2 separate regions of the Mus musculus genome follow, and region 1 is linked to region 2. Evidence: chromatin contacts called from public capture Hi-C data. All regions are on one chromosome and are shown on one strand. Each heading gives the region's core, a stretch centred on a gene start, on an enhancer-like site or on the middle of the called end of the contact. The rest is flanking DNA. Distances are from core to core; before and after follow the strand shown. Region 1 overlaps Cog5 (component of oligomeric golgi complex 5). Region 2 overlaps Gm40361 (a long non-coding RNA gene).

Region 1 (4,128 bases), core at 529-3,028, 790 kb before region 2:
TTCCCCAATAGTGCAGTGTCTTTATTTAAGAAACACACAGGGAAGCAAGTCACTGGATCAGCGCCCTCATGAAACAGCACTCAACACTCCTTGCCAATGGGGGCCCCAGACGCTTAATCAATCGTCATTTGGGCAGCAAGTTCTACTCCCGACTCACAGCCAGGTGCCACGTTATATGTGAGCATGAGGCAGGGAATTAGAAGGAGATTGTCTCTCTTTTAAGAATTCTCATATTTAGTGAGGGTTTTTTTTTAATGTAACTATTCAACAAGATCATAGACCATGTATAAATGTGTACATGAACACACAAATATCCATGCCCAAATAGCTTTATAATGTTGTTAAATGTTAGTTGTACTGCTGAAATAGATACAGTACGCATACAGAAGTCCACAGACTTGTTACTAGGCCATGAGAGCACACCGAGAGGCCTGCAGCGGGTTCTGAGACGCGCAGGGCAGCCTCCTTGTGATGCTTTTGTGTTAGGTCAGTGCCAATCTTCTGGTACTAAAGACTCAAAATAAACACCAACATTCAGAATAAACACTAAGTCTTAAGGGGAAAATCTTACATGATTAGAAAACTCTAAAATACAAAGGCTAAAGAAATAAAAATTTAAAGAAGAAAATGCCAGTGTTCTTGCTGACAAGATAAGAACAGCTGGGGACCACTGTTCTCAAACCCAGGTCAGGGCTGATGGGCTAGTCTTCGGGCCTTGTTGGGAGTTCTGGTCTCCATCAGAATCGAACAGTTGCTCTGCACTGAACACAAGTAACTACGTAATCGGCACAAGCTTCTGATTGGCTAAGTCTATCCCACCAATAACTGTGGTGTGCATATACGGGTTTCCAAGCACATATTCTGTGATGTAATTTCTATGACATATTTTGGTCATCTTTTTCTTCCTATTACCCTTGTGATTCATTCAAAGATCAACCCAAACAGCCTTTGACCTAGCCTGGAGTAAGACTAAATGTTAAAACAATTAAATAGCTATGGAAAAGTTCCTGTATGAAAGATTATCGCCTCAAATGACTGTGAGCTCTGTGATGACACAGACAGATTTCAAAGGCTAAATCTTTCAGATAAATTTTTAATCTATAATGACCCCCGAGGGACTGAAAAGTCATTTCCCTTTAAACACTGAAGTCCATGCTTGAAGGCGGAGTTCTGTGCTGGAGGAGTCTGCGGGGTTACAGATGGACACACGGTGGTAGGCCTCTGGGCTGCTGCCCCACCTGGCTGCTACTCAGTACCCACCAGGCACGTGGTCAGCCACCGGACACACCTACATGTTTCAGGGGTGTTCGTACACTGACAATGGACAAGAGAAAAAAGGCAAGAGGAGTCAGAACCAACAGTGGTTTGCTTTCCTTCCTAACTCACACTTTTGAGGCAGTGTGGGAAAGATAAAAATGTATCCTTAAAGGGCACCAGAAAATGTATGAATAGAAACTGCTAGGAGCATCAGTAAAGGATTTAATTCCAACTTCAATATCTGTTCTTTTCCTCGGAGGAAAAAAGAGAGCTGAGTGAGGCACAGGGGGATGGCGCTTCAGCAGACAGTGGGCATGTCTGCCCTGAGTGGGACTAGGCAGAACCCTGCGGGCGTGGACAAGCTCAGGGCTTTTTGAACTGCTGTGTGATTAGTGTAGACAAAGAGGCAATGTGGTCCCAGCAGGAAATTAATTACCTGTAGGAAGCCACCTCATGCTCATGACCTAATTCTTAGGGGACCTATGCCGCGCACTTCCCTCAGTAAGAGCCCTCCAGATGGCAGCCTGCAACTACCTTTTCTCTGCACTGGCGCCCTGTGGAGGTCAGGATTGTTTCAAGAGTCCTTATGACGCTTCACTTATTGTCTTTACTGCTAAACTTCATGTCAAAATCTACCCAAATTCCTTCTGTTGGCCTTTTCTTGAGCTCTGCTTTCAGCCAAACAGCAGGGACTTTCATCACAGGAACCCTTTGCAAAGACACAGAGAACCCTGTGCTTTGGAGCCCAGTAACCTCAGTGGCCTGGTTTAATTGTGATTACAAATCGACAGACCTTTCAGTTACTCGCCAGTTAAAAGGCTCTGGTCCCCAATGGCTGCCTGTGAAGCAGACACATTTCAGGGAAATGTTATTTGAGAGTTTTGACTAATCCAGACAAAACATTTCCAACCAAACGGGACTCTGAAAGCTGGGGTTCACACACAATTACAGTTTTGATCTAGTGAAATCAAAACCCCAGTTCAAAGTTTAATTAGAAAAACAGTGGAGTCCTGATTCTGACCTAACACCCGGGAAGGGTTTGCTAATACTACTGGACGCAAACGCCACGCTTCAACGTGTCTTTCCTGAGCCAGGCTAAGAGGAATGGTAGGATCTTGTTAAACTGGGTCACACTGTGGAGCAGCAAACCAAGGGTAGGTGCAGGGGCTGAGCCTCCACAACTAAACCCTACAGCACTGCTATAAAGTCCACTCAGCACAGAGAAAACACCATTTCTAAACACAAGAATCTGTCAAACATAAGTAACAGAGTTTCATTTATCCTGAGGAGGAAATGGCTTCAGAAGGTACTATGTCTTTAAAAAGAAAGGGGGTGGGGGATGGAGATACAATTCTGAGTGCTGCAGCTCACCCCACCACTGGAGGCTGTGCACTGTGAGCCAGGGTTAGCTGCAGTGGGGGGCTGCCATCTTTCAAGAGAACACATCATTACAATAAGCAAGCCTCCCTCTCCTATGGCACTCACTCTGGCCATCTCCTGCTCAGCTGCCATTCTAATTGGACTTGAAGTGCTGCCTCCAGGAAAGTGACTCAAGGACCAGCTGGAGAAGAATGCAAATAAGCTGGTGGGGGAGGGAGCCGCAGAGGAGGAGGAGAGGAGACAAACAAAACCTAGGAGAGGGCCAGGAGACAGACCTATCAGAGATATTTTTAAGGAGTAAGACAGGTCCTTGGACACACGGACACAACTGCCTCCATAAGTCATTATTCAGAGAGAAGGAAGGTGACAAAAATGGACAAGGTTAAACCATTTGAATGGGAGCATTTAATTTCTTTTCTCACATGTACCTATTAAAGGTATCTTTTCCAAAGGAAGGTTTATTTTGTGTAGTTTCACAGCCTCATTTGCGGAATGAAAATAACTGCTTGATCAATTACAAGCAAGGAGCTTTTGAAAGCCAGGTTTGGGCCTTAAGTATGCTGCAGGGTGGGAGCACCTGGCAGCCATGACCCTGAGCAGGAGGCCCAGGGCATGCTCTCAGACACACAGGGACTCAGTGCTGACAGGAGTAATTATCTGTATGTCCAAGGACGACCGGGCAGACTGCAATGGAGACTCCCATGAATGACTACTGAGATTAGTAAAGCTAACAGCTTTGAAAGGGTTAAGAACTGGATTCACCCCTGAGTCATCTGCTTCTGAAGACACTGGGTGCTTAGGGCCTTTTCTCTGCTTCTGATTCCTGAAGGGGTAGGAGGAAGACTCGGGTAGTTGCAGGTAATTTTAAGGCTAGCCACAGGGGCAAAACAGTACTGCACTTAGTGAAGAACCCATATAATCAGGCAGTATCTTCAGGCACCCTGCCTGTCTCTCACTGAACACAGACGCTCACTGCTCACTATCCGGGCTAGGGTTGTTCTTCTCAGGATAGCACGCGGCTCCATGGCTCCATTCCTGCTGTTTACAACATCAGCTCATTGCGTACATTATTTTGAGCCAAGTAAACCAATGATTATTATTGGCTTTAGGGAGATGAGAAAATAGAAATAATACAAAGTGTTGCTTTATTGTGACATAAGATACTTTGCCTTAATCTTGAACAATCAAAGATGATTTTTAATTTTGTTAAAAAGAAAAACAGCATTTGTGTGTGTGTGTGTGTGTGTGTGTGTGTGAGCTGATAGCGCTCCTTTGAACATAGTGAATGTGCCTAAGACCTGCTGGATATTCTGCAAGAAATGTGGGAAGCACCCACCCCACAAGGTGACACAGTACAAGAAGGGCAGGGTTCTTTGTATGCCCAGGGAAAGCGGCGCTATGACAGGAAACAGAGTGGCTACGGTGGGCAGACCAAGCCTATTTTCCGCAAAAAGGCTAAAACTACAAAGAAGATTGTGCTGAGACTGGAGT
Region 2 (3,924 bases), core at 355-2,854:
GAGTTAAAATGCAGGCTTGCTCCAAAAATGTACTTCTAAAACTGCGCTTTGGGAATACAGTTATGTACACACAATCTCAGCTTCAAGGGTAGTCAGTGTGAAATGCTGGTAAGATAAATGATCAAAATGTCCAGGGGCAGGTCACTTGCTAAAACAGTAAATAACATCATACTGCAGAGTCTATGCTGTGCTTGACAGGTGTGTGGGAAGGGAATGCCTGGCACAGGCGGAAACCAAAACACCAAACAAACTGGTAAAGCCGTGTTGCCAGTGTTGCATTGTCCTTGTTCTTCAAACGAAAACTACAGCTGGTTTTTGCTACTTTCTGGGTTCTTCCTTCTCCCACCCATTATCCCCCCAGTTTCACACTCTCTCTCTAGAAAGGAGAGAAAGATGGATAGATGTGTATGAGAGAAAGATCTGTGAGTATAATTTCTTTCTTCTTGTTTCTTCTTTGTGCATGACTACTAACAAACTACAAATACTCCCCCTCCCAGCCCCCGAAAGACCATCAGCGACCAGCCCTGCCTCTCAGGGCCCTGTCATTTGTGTACGCTCTGACAAGTTCCCAGGATTCCAAATGTCACGCAATCACGGAAGCTATCTGCAGCTCGCTATGTATTCAGCTCTGGGAGAGGAGGAACAGGTCACAGCCAGCTGCTGTAGACAACATCCCCAGACTCCCACAGCTGGGATTAAAATGAAAACATATTCTTATAATATTTGTTTTTTTTTTCAAGAAACCAAAATTCCAGAATTGTCACTACATTCCGCCCCGCCCCTGCTTCTGTATCAAGCCATTAATTGGGTTGTAGCGGAGAAATTAGAAACAGAGACGTTTTCAATGAAATAAGTGCTTTTCGGGTCAGTGGCCAAGTTTTTTCAGGAGGCCTTTCCTGCTCAGTTCAGTTTTATCAGTTTTGATGATATCCACAGCTTTTCATTTCCTGAGGAAATATAAACAAATCTACATTCCCAATGGAACACCTTTGCTGGTTTCCGTTCTGATGTTAACATATCGTTATAGTATATGGGCTGATTTCATTCCACAGGTTTTTTTTTTCTCTATAATCCAGTGTCTCTCAGCTGCTGTTCTTCCTTTCTCATTAACATTCAGAAAATTCAAAGTGAGCAGAGCATTATTTTGTCTGTCCCTGGGGTCTTTATGCTCCCTTTAACTTTTATAAGCATTTCCTCTAAGGTGCAATTGGACTGCATAGGGGTGTGTGGTGTACCTGTAATGTGCTTTATATTACAGTATGCCATGTTCTTTGATCACCCACAATGACATAATCTCAGCATTAATATATAGTGCTACAATTTCTACTGGATTTGTTCCTGACAATTGACATAGTCTTATTCTACCTTTTATGATTAAAGAAGCAACTTTTTCTATGAAAGTCTTTAATTTCTTACTTTGTTTGTGTGCTAAAAAAAAGTTCATTCCGCCGAGCAGCACCGGGTAGCTAGGGCGCACAGTCATCTGACTCCCGCCAGCTACCCACAACACCCGCCAAGCGATCTTAAGACTTCTGGTGAGTGGAACACAGCATCTGCTCCAATCCAATCGTGCGGGACCTGAGACTGAATTAGTCAGGGAAGCAAAAACCCGGTCTGAGTAGGGGCACAAGCCCCTTTCGGTCCGAGCAGCACCAGGGTAGCTAGGGCGTACAGTTGGCTGACTACCGCCAGATACTCACAACACCAGCCACGAGATCTTAAGAATTCTGAGGATTGGGATCTGCCCGGCACGGGAGTGCTTTGCCTGAGCATCAGCAGCAGACATCTCGGTTCCGGGACCCCGCCGAGTGTATCCTGCACAGACAGCTGGCCATTTTCCCGGCCAGAGGATAGGGATCTGCCTGGCATGGGAGCATTTTGCCTGAGCATCAGCAGCAGACATCTTGGTTCCGGGACCCCGCCGAGTGTATCCTGTACAGGCAGGTGACCATTTTCCTGGCCAGAGGATAGGGACCTGCCCGGCACAGGAACGCTTTGCCTGAGCATTGGCAGCAGACATCTTAGTTCCGGGACCCTGCCAAGTGTACCCTGCACAGACATCTTAGTTCCACGACCCCACCGAGTGTATCCTGCACAGCTCTAGAGATTACCAGATGCCGAAAGGCAAACGTAAGAATCCTACTAACAGAAATCAAGACCACTCACCATCATCAGAACGCAGCACTCCCACACCACCTAGTCCTGGGCACCCCAACACAACCGAAAAGCTAGACCCGGATTTAAAAGCATATCTCATGACGATGGTAGAGGACATCAAGAAGAACTTTAATAACTCACTTAAAGAAATACAGGAGAACACTGCTAAAGAGTTACAAGTCCTTAAAGAAAAGCAGGAAAACACAACCAAACAGGTAGAAGTCCTTATAGAAAAACAGGAAAACACATCCAAACAGGTGATGGAAATGAACAAAACCATACTAGACCTAAAAAGGGAAGTAGACACAATAAAGAAAACTCAAAGTGAGGCAACGCTGGAGATAGAAACCCTAGGAAAGAAATCTGGAACCATAGACTCGAGCATCAGCAACAGAATACAAGAGATAGGAGAGAGAATCTCAGGTGCAGAAGATTCCATAGAGAACATCGGCACAACAATCAAAGATAATACAAAACACAAAAAGATCCTAACTCAAAACATCCAGGAAATCCAGGACACAATGAGAAGACCAAACCTACAGATAATAGGAGTAGATGAGAATGAAGATTTTCAACTTAAAGGACTAGCAAATATCTTCAACAAAATTATAGAAGAAAACTTCCCAAACCTAAAGAATGACATGCCCATGAACATACAAGAAGCCTACAGAACTCCAAATAGACTGGACCAGAAAAGAAATTCCTCCCGACACATAATAATCAGAACAACAAATGCACTAAATAAAGATAGAATATTAAAAGCAGTAAGGGAGAAAGGTCAAGTAACATATAAAGGCAGACCTATCAGAATTACACCAGACTTTTCACCAGAGACTATGAAAGCCAGAAGAGCCTGGACAGATGTTATACAGACACTAAGAGAACATAAATGCCAGCCCAGGCTACTATACCCGGCCAAACTCTCAATTACCATAGATGGAGAAACCAAAGTATTCCACGACAAAACTAAATTCACCCATTATCTTTCCACGAATCCAGCCCTTCAAAGGATAATAACAGAAAAAAACCAATACAAGGACGGGAACCACGCCCTAGAAAAAACAAGAAGATAATCCCTCAACAAAACTAAAAGAAGACAGCCACAAGAACAGAATGCCAACTTTAACAACAAAAATAAAAGGAAGCAACAATTACTTTTCCTTAATATCTCTTAATATCAATGGACTCAATTCCCCAATAAAAAGACATAGACTAACAGACTGGCTACACACACAGGACCCAACATTCTGCTGCTTACAGGAAACCCATCTCAGGGAAAAAGACAGACACTACCTCAGAGTGAAAGGCTGGAAAACAATTTTCCAAGAAAATGGTCTGAAGAAACAAGCTGGAGTAGCCATTCTAATATCAGATAAAATCGACTTCCAACCCAAAGTTATCAAAAAAGACAAGGAGGGACACTTCATACTCATCAAAGGTAAAATCCTCCAAGAGGAACTCTCAATTCTGAATATCTACACTCCAAATGCAAGGGCAGCCACATTCATTAAAGACACTTTAGTAAAGCTCAAAGCACACATTGCACCTCACACAATAATAGTGGGAGACTTCAACACACCACTTTCATCAATGGACAGATCGTGGAAACAGAAACTAAACAGGGACACAGTGAAACTAACAGAAGTTATGAAACAAATGGATCTGACAGATATCTACAGAACATTTTATCCTAAAACAGAAGGATATACCTTCTTCTCAGCACCTCACGGGACCTTCTCCAAAATTGACCATATAATTGGCCACAAA

Evidence for each region. Capture Hi-C pulls out chosen DNA fragments and counts their contacts.
Region 1: a capture Hi-C map of embryonic stem cells shows a contact between it and region 2, with 4 times the contacts expected there. The contact joins two enhancer-like sites. A contact is called at or near these places in 1 of 484 Hi-C or Micro-C datasets (the Ba/F3 cell line), 1 of 115 datasets of contacts at active chromatin or transcription factors (embryonic stem cells) and 1 of 9 other capture datasets (embryonic stem cells).

What each region holds. Positions count from the first base shown.
Region 1 is chr12:31,894,766-31,898,893 of GRCm38.p6, reverse strand. All of the region lies in intron 18 of Cog5 (component of oligomeric golgi complex 5), which reads right to left. It also overlaps the pseudogene Gm35666. Among named protein-coding and RNA genes, the nearest start is that of Hbp1, 53 kb to the left of the region's middle. Within about 2 kb of position 1,778, at least 101 of the 459 cell types and tissues checked have an H3K27ac peak or open chromatin away from gene starts, as enhancers often do. A contact at or near this core is called in embryonic stem cells, where this site is marked.
Region 2 is chr12:31,109,416-31,113,339 of GRCm38.p6, reverse strand. The region is part of intron 3 of Gm40361 (a long non-coding RNA gene); the gene reads left to right. Among named protein-coding and RNA genes, the nearest start is that of Gm40361, 11 kb to the left of the region's middle. Within about 2 kb of position 1,604, at least 1 of the 459 cell types and tissues checked has an H3K27ac peak or open chromatin away from gene starts, as enhancers often do. A contact at or near this core is called in embryonic stem cells, where this site is marked.